2 separate regions of the Ovis aries genome follow, and region 1 is linked to region 2. Evidence: chromatin contacts called from public Hi-C data. All regions are on one chromosome and are shown on one strand. The core of a region is the stretch at or near the end of the contact, and the rest is flanking DNA. Distances in the headings are between cores, read along the strand shown.

What was found. A called contact is a pair of places that touch in the nucleus more often than the background predicts.
Region 1: a contact with region 2 is called in a Hi-C map of hypothalamus, with 4 times the contacts expected there. The contact joins the enhancer-like site here to the promoter of NFE2L2 in region 2. A contact is called at or near these places in 2 of 16 Hi-C or Micro-C datasets (hypothalamus and tail adipose tissue).

Annotation. Positions count from the first base shown.
Region 1 is chr2:132,939,270-132,943,579 of ARS-UI_Ramb_v3.0, forward strand. No RefSeq gene overlaps it. Among named protein-coding and RNA genes, the nearest start is that of HNRNPA3, 42 kb to the left of the region's middle. Within about 2 kb of position 1,557, at least 17 of the 54 cell types and tissues checked have an H3K27ac peak or open chromatin away from gene starts, as enhancers often do. A contact at or near this core is called in hypothalamus, where this site is marked.
Region 2 is chr2:132,850,981-132,854,976 of ARS-UI_Ramb_v3.0, forward strand. It overlaps NFE2L2 (NFE2 like bZIP transcription factor 2), which reads left to right and starts at 2,256. Exons shown (of 5, transcript XM_015093345.4): 1 at 2,256-2,448. The coding sequence starts at 2,404. It overlaps LOC132659203 (a long non-coding RNA gene), which reads left to right and starts at 2,934. Exons shown (of 3, transcript XR_009599321.1): 1 at 2,934-3,171. It also overlaps the pseudogene LOC132659200.

The sequences.
Region 1 (4,310 bases), core at 307-2,806, 88 kb after region 2:
TCACCTTCTGAATGTTCCCTTCTGCATCAAAGTCAGCCAGGTGTCCTTTGAAAAACATTCATGAAGATTTCAACTGGAAAACCAAAACATCATTAGCACAAATATTGGTTGGTGTTAGAGACCACATTCTGTCCTGTTTCATTTCTGGAACCTTATTGGGAGACTAAAGGTCGATGATTCACTGCTATCTTAAGGGAAAACTCGGCTCAGGAAAGGATTTATGTCTGTGGCCCTGTGAGGTGCCACAGGTATATGTTTGATTTGGGGAAGGACTCGCTTAAAAGTACAGAGTGAGTGATTGATAGTTGCTCATTCATGTCCAATTCTTTGCTACCCAATGGACTGTAGCCTGCCAGGCTTCTCTGTCCATGGAATTCTCCAGGCAAGAATACTGGGGTGGGTTGCCATTCCCTTCTTTAGAGGATCTTCCTGACCCAGGAATCAAACCCAGGTCTCCTGCACTGTAGGCAGATTCTTTACCATCTGAGCTATCAGGGAAGCCCTGAATGAATATTACCTAACCCACTCAGGTATTCTTGCCTGGAGAATCCCATGGACAGAGGAGCCTGGTGGGCTACAGTCCACGGGGTCACAAAGAGTCGGACACGACTGAGCAACTTCACTTTCACTTTCAAAATGTTTACAAGTCAAACTATGTATCTTTTTGAAATTGCATCATTTCACTGTAGTTTTGTCTGAATTCAACTTCTCTTGCCAAAATAAGTTGTGTCTGTCATTTTTCTAATTGCAAAAATGAATATATATGAATATGAAACATTCCAAATGAAAAAATATTTTCCAAGGCAGCGTATATTTTGAATTTTCCAAGTACTTGTCCCACCCAGAGCTACATCTCAGCGTATCTTATTTGCATATCTATAGTTTCTGTCCTGAACCAAACAAATATACTGTTTCCTGTTCTTTTGTCCAGGGGCTGGTTTTCCTAAAATGAGCAATTGTGTGTTTAGATGGCTGATCAGTTCCTCCTGACAGATCTGCAGCCATGGAAGTGTCTGGAAGCACAGGATGAGGTAACTGAAAGCTGGTCTCTTGGAGCCAGGAAGTGGAAATTTGAAGCTAGTTACAAGAGAGGAAGATGTAGGAGTTAATTAGGAGCTAAAGCTGTAAAGTCCCTTTCTGTGTGTGACCCTGATGTATCAGACATTTCTCTCTTAGACTAAAGGCATAGTAAAAAAAAAAAAAGCCACTTTATTTAGATTAACAGAGCATTATATAACCGGAAAATTTTACAGTTTTATGTGTATAGTGAATAGTTTGTAAAGGAAAAGACTTCCCCTCTGTTTATTGTTTGGATAAGGGGGGAAAAAAAAAAAAGCAACCCACCAATTGTTTAATGAGGCATCTCTCTTTTTTTGAAGACAATAGCTTGGAGGCATAAAATTGGGTTATTTTAATCGGAATCGCAGCTCCTATGTTACTGCTTTTCACAGTTAAAATCATTTCCTATTTTCCTGGGAAAGCTCTGGTCAGTTTGAAAACGTCTTTGTTAATTAGCAAGCTATGACGCAATGCATCTATATATCTTTAGAGCTCTGGCGCCAGCTAGTGGTAGAATAGGGAAGACGCGTGGTTCGCTCCCAAATTGGAGAAGCGGCTGTCATCTTGTTGTCTCACCTTAACCATCATTCTTCCGCATTCCCCAGCGGTCCGTCCCGACACCCACCCGCCCCCCGCCGTCCGTCAGTACAACAGGGGATCATTGCAGTGTGGCCAGAGTAGGGCAGACCAGATTACAGCTGAAAGGAGAGGAAAGTGGTGAGCAGGGGCTCAGAGAGGAAAAGCCAGATGAATGCAATCGTTATTCCAAAGGGTTTGAGAAGCGATCATTCATTTGAAGTACTCTTGCCAGGTTGGTGCAGCAGCTCAATCTTTTGCCACTGGATGTTTAGCCTTTTGTTTTTCATTTATATGTATATGCTGCTGCTAAGTCGCTTCAGTCGTGTCCGATTCTGTGCGACCCCATAGATGGCAGCCCACCAGGCTCCCCCGTCCCTGGGATTCTCCAGGCAGGAACAGTGGAGTGGGCTGCCATTTCCTTCTCCAATGAGTATATAATTAGAACACGTACTAACTATGGAGTTTCACCACAAACACAGCACTGATAACAGACACGTTGTAGGCCTAAATTTGTGTTCATTTTTAAGCAGCGAATATTTCTACTGTGAATAGGCTCTGCTACCTTCATACTGGTACAACTCAAAGATGAAAAACTCTCAAATGGTTAATAAAGCAGAAACCTCTTAAGATGATACTTGTAGCTGGTACACCATGAAAAAATGTAAAAATTCCAGGCAAAAGACACTTTATTTGGATTGCATGAAGTAAATTTAGTCTTGAAGCCCAGTGTGCTCTTCAGTTGAAATAGGTTCTGATGATTTGCAGGAAAACTGAAAACATGCAGTATTTATTTTAAGAACAAAGAATCTTTGGCAGGCCATTTTTCTCATTTAATTAGGCCATAACTGATCTTACTAGGGTTATGGAGGGACTTTAAATGCTAATAAATAAAGTCTAAAGCTGAGACATTTCTTTCATTAAATAGCAGAAACTGTTTATAACTCTATGATTGCTAAAATCAATTACTAGTACTAATATTCAAAGTGAAATTTACTATGAAAACAAGTTGAAGCTTTTGAAGAACTTTCCTTTTTAAATGTCATTTGTATGTCTGTATCTATCAGTTATAGATAATAATAATCTGATCTGCAATTTTTTGTAATATTTTTGGAAGGCAGATATAATTTAGAGAAAGTTTCAGGCAGGAAGAATTGTCACTCTTACCTGGGAGTCTAATTTATGTTACTGTGCTTTTGGGGAGATATACTTAAAATCTTCTCTATGTGAGATAGATGGTGAAATAGCTGGTCATGGTTTTGCTCTGGGAAATTTACATAAGCTACTATTTTAAGCTTATACTTTTGCTAAAAGCTGCATATTTCATATTAAAAATTACCTAACCTTATTAGTCAAGTTAAAGTGTAGATGTGTTCTGTTTGATTTTAAACATCTTATAACTTTTAGTGAATAATAAGACCCTGGTTAAAAATCTTAAAATCTTTAGTTGTTCTGGTCTCCTTTGTGTCTCTTTTATCTTTTTCTTGAGATGGAAGTTGAGTTTATATAATTGAATACGAGTTTCAAATCAGTGGGCTTCCCTGGTGACTCGGGGTAAAGAATCCGTCTGCAGTGTGGGAGACCTGGGTTTGATTCCTGAGTTGGAAAGATTGCCTAGAGAAGGGAATAGCTACCTACTCCAGTATTCTCACCTGGTGAATTCCATGGACTGTATAGCCCATGGGGTTGTAAAGAATTGGACACAACTGAGCGACTTTCACTTCAAATCAGTACCTGAAAAGGATTTGTAAAAGAAAATTAACACAAACAAGGCTCTTTTAATAATAGGGCTTCCCTGGTGGCTCAGTGGTAAAGACTCCACCTGCAATTCAGGAGCCACAGGAGACCCAGGTTGGGTCCGTAGGTTGGAAAGGTCCTCTGGAGGAGGGCATGGCAACCCACTCCAGTATTCTTGCCTGGAGAATCTCATGCTCTCGTGTACAGAGGAGTCTGGAGGGCTACAGTCCATAGAGTTGCAAAGAGTTGGACATGACTGAGCAGCAGGGCAGCTTTCAATGACAGTAGATTAATTGAAACGGAAAAGAATGATAGAATTTAATTGTCATAAAAGTTTGAGAGTTACAAGATAAGATAGTTTACGTGCTCTTAAAACATCTTCATAGTATGTGAGTATGTATGTACTTATTTTAAATGCTGAGTTTGTGATTAGGTCTATCTTAAAAACTGTTAAATGGTTGCCTTAAAATATTTTGAGGCTTATTATAATCCTTATGTAACTTCCCATATGGTGCCAAGTAAATGCTTTGAAATGTCATTCCATCATAATTTGAAATTTATTCATACAGATTTTAAGATTTAGCATTTGAATTTAATTTCTTACTACTTTTTGATATTATAAAAGTAGAAATTAACTCTGTATTGCAAAATGGATGCATTTGAAGGAAGGAAGGAAGACATACCTGGATGTACATATATATATATATTTTTTCCTCTTTAGAGATTTCTCTGATGACTTTGTAATCATGATATCAACAAATAGCCAGTTCACTCAATTTGCTTCCTCCTTTCATTTGAAATAGTCTATAAAATTTTTACAAAAGCAATACAGGTTGGATATCATTTTTAGTCATTGGTGTCCCTGAATGTGACAACATGAAAACAAATTTACAAGTGAGTGCACTCACACCTCATTCGGATATTCATATTTGAAAAGA
Region 2 (3,996 bases), core at 1,006-3,505:
GAAACATACACAGGTTAGTAGCATGTGAAGCCAATTGAGTGGGAAAATAAAATAGCAAGGAGAGCCTGTCAGTAAAATAACTCCCATGGCAACAGGACAGGAGAGAAAACCCAGCATCCTGGAACTTCTCAGTGCACAGTATCTGTGCCTTCATGGCACTGCATTCAAGTTTAGAGGGCAAGGCCTCGTTTCTCACATGGATATGATCTTGGATCAGAGTTCTGCAAAGACCAGCAACCTCCTTGATGTGGGTGGTCTGAGACTGGGGTTTCCTCCTCTTGTGCTGAATCCCCATTTAATGCCAAACAGCTTTTTTTTAGCTGTTTCCTTAATTTTTCTTAAACATGTTCAGACTCTTATTGTATTGTCCTCCTCCCTTTGAAAATATGTACTCTGCAGGTGCCTGAAATAATATACTCCCAGTAATTGCAGTTTTGCAAAAGTAAAGTTTATTTTATTCAGTCTAAACTCAACGGAAATTTGTTGCCCAACAAGGAAATACCAAATTTTATAAGCCGCTGGAGGGCAGCCATCATGTCGTATATGACTTTGTTATTGCCTGCCTCCTGTGCTCTCTGTCTACCTTCTCCATGTACTAATTTTAATAAGTAACTTGAATTGTTAGCAATATACTCTGGTGCCATTCTTTGACACAGAAATGTCATTTCATAATGTCTCTGCATATTCCATGTCAGGTTCACTGTAAATCACTTCTCCTGAGCTTGTTGTTAGTGTGCAGATCATTTTGCAGCCTTCTCACTTAACAGCTGAAAGTTTAATTCAAATTGAAGAAACTTACTTCAATTACAGGCAATTAATTTAGGCTTCACTTACCTTAAGAAATATTCCAACATATAAATCAACAGGTAAGTCCTGGGAGGGTCAAATTACGCAACCAAGAGAAAGTAAGTTCTTTGCAGCTTTGGGGGCGTTGGTCTGCTGTAGTCAGGCTTTTATGGTTTTCTTTTTCTTTTTTTGGCGTCAGGTTTTTGAATGAAATAGTAAAACCAGTGCCAGACACTGTCTACTCCACCTGGTTTTGCATAATTCGAAGAAGTGATAAACTGAAAATCAGGCTTGTTAAAGAGCTAGAAAGAGTGCTGTTGCATAAGAGAAAACAAAACTAAACCATTTCTCTATTCTTTTTTAAATCATAAGATTTCACAATATTCCTGTTTTCAAGTACTTGAAGTTTGCTCTGGGCACTGACTACTTTTTAAATAATTGTTTTTAAGGTGCAGTGAATAATACACATTTATCGTAGATTTAAAACATACTTAAAGTAACAAAGAGATAAAAATCATTCAAGGTCCTGCAACTATTAATATTACTAGTAATATTTTGAAGAACTTTTTTTTTTCTAGGTACATGCTTTCACAGAACGGGTCCATACTACACAGTTTTATAACTTGTTTTTTGCGTTTTTGTTTTTAAAATCGTATCTTGAGTACGTGAAAACTTCTAGAGGTTATGACACGTTTGTAATATCGAACAGGGTTAAAAATCGCCATCTATGGTGTGGCGTGTGCACTCTGGTGGGAAGAGAATGCTCCGGATGGGCAAGCTCGACCACTCTCCGATCCAAAGAGACTTCTCCATTCGCCCTCGGGGACTGAAGCCTGGCCAGAGTGCAAGGCGTGGGAGTAAGTGGAGGGCGATCAGGGTGACCGAGCACGAGCTCCCCGCGCGGTCCACTCTTCCCCCGGGCCAGTCTCACTGGCTGAGCCGGAGCGAGAGGGCAGCTCGCCGTGAGCTGGGCCCAGGTCCCGGCTTCCGGCCCCCACCCCCCGGGCTGGCGCCACTCTCGGGCGGTGGGGAGAGAGAAAGCCGGGCAAGGTTCTGCAAATCCAAAGCAGGGAGGCGCAGCTCCGATACCATCGCCTTTGCCGAGTCTCCAAGCATGTTTGTTTCAACTGTTTAAACTGTTTCAAAGCACCCGAACCCCAGCGACCTTCGGCAAACAACTCAATCCCACGGGCGGGGAGCGATGGCCGTATTCGCTAGAAGGGCAAACTGACAGCGGAGGCAGGCGAGCTTCGGGGGCCTTCCTCCGGCACTCTGCCTGCCCGCAGCCGCCCCTGAGACCCCCGCCCGCAACTCTTTCCCGCCCCAGGACGGCCAGCTTCTTGCGTCAGCCCGGCGAGGGTGGGGGATTTTCGGAAGGTCGGCCCGGGCGGCTGGCTGGGGAAGGAAGGGCCTTGGGCTCTCGCCCCGCCCTCGCGGGGCGGGAGGCGGAGCGGGACAAGAGCCCGATCGGCGACTCCGGCCAAGTCAGGGAGAAGCGAGTTCCTAGGATCCCCCAGGAGCCGCCGCCGCCACCAGTACCGCCGTGTCCGCTCCAAGCCTCGGCAGCCGGAACAGGGCCGCCGTCGGGGAGCCTCAAAGCACCGTCCCCAGCTCAGCATGATGGACTTGGAGCTGCCCCCGCCGGGACTGCCGTCCCAGCAGGTGGTGCCAGGACGGGAGCAGGGGCGCGAGGGAGCCGCGGCCCGGGAGGGACAGCCGCATCGGCCTCTTTCCCCGTCTGTGGCCGGAGCGGACTGCAGCTGCCGCGCACACACCAGAGCCGCCGCGCTTGAGCTGGGGCCGGGGGAGGGGAGTGGCGACCCCAAGGGCTGCGAGGGGTATGGGGGCGCGGGGAATGGTGTGACTGACAACGCGCCCGCAGCCCCCGAGGGCGGTAGGGTTGGGGTTGGGGGGCTACGCCAGCGCGCGTGGGGGCGAAGTGCGTCTCTAACCGCGTCCCCGGTCGCCGGAGCCGAGATGCTGGAGCCGCGGCCGGCCCCCTCTCCGAGTTTGAGCGGCCGGGAGGCAACCGGGTAGGAGAGGGCGGACACTGGCGGTCTGAGCCGGCGCGGCCCGGCCCTTCCGGGGCTGCGCGGCTCCCCCGCCTCGGAGCCGGCAAAAATGTGCCTAGTCACGGGGCCACTCTCGGGGGAACTGAGGTCTCCGGGCTGGGACCCGGAACCCCTCCTCTGCCGCTGCTCCTCTGCTCAAGACCTCCGCGGGCGCGAGCCGCGGCGCTCTTACCCTGCTGAGGGTTCTCTTAGGCAGAGTGATCAATCACTCCAGCCTTGCGATCGCCCTGAGGCCGCTTGGCGAAAATGCCCAGCTCCCAGGGTGGGGGCAGGAGGAGGTCACCAAGCGCCCAGCGCACTCGGTTTCCCCGACGTACGGCGATCGAACCCTGCCCTGCGCGCCGCCTCGCCCCGAGGGAAGGGTTCGGGCTCTTAGAACTCTGAGTCGGCCCCTAGCAATACGCCGGCAAGGGCGGGTGGGGCGGTGGACTCTGAAGTCCGACGGGCCTTCGCCCCCCACCCCACCCCAGCTCCCCGGGGCTTCTCGATCCCGGCGCTGTGCTTCCCGGTGGCGCACGCCGCGAGCGTCGTCCCGGCGCCGTGACAGTGGCCGGTTGGCTGTCACGGCGGCCCTCAGTGGGCCCTTTCCTGCTTTGTAGCGTGCAAACCTTGCCGCGCCGGGGCCAAGGGACAAGTTGGAGCTGTTGATCTGTTGCGCAATTGTTATTTTCCCTAGGGCGGCTTTGTCTTTGGATTTAGCGTTTCGGAATTGCAATTCCAAAATGTGTAAGGCAGGATATTCTGTTCTCTGCTGTCAAGGGTAAGAATTTCGAGTGTAGATTAGCATTTCTGTTGTTTTTAGGCTGTTACTAAATGTTGCGCTTTCATACATTGTTTCTCTTTTGGGTGCTTTATGTAGTTTTCCTTTTCTGTTTGAGAATTTGCCTCAATTGCTTTCCTAGTATGTTGCTTTTGAGAGGGCAGAGGGTGGGACAGCTGTGTCTCATAAAACTTCGCTAACAAGTTCTGTAAATGTCGCAAATGTGGGAACAAGTTTCTGTGTATATTTTGTAGGGACTTTTTAAAGGAGTAGATAGTTTTATTTCCAATTTGTGCGTGTGAATGCGTTTTTTGGAAAAATATTTAGTTCAAGGAAATGTGTAACCTAATAGGAACGGTAAATATATTTAAGCTCTTA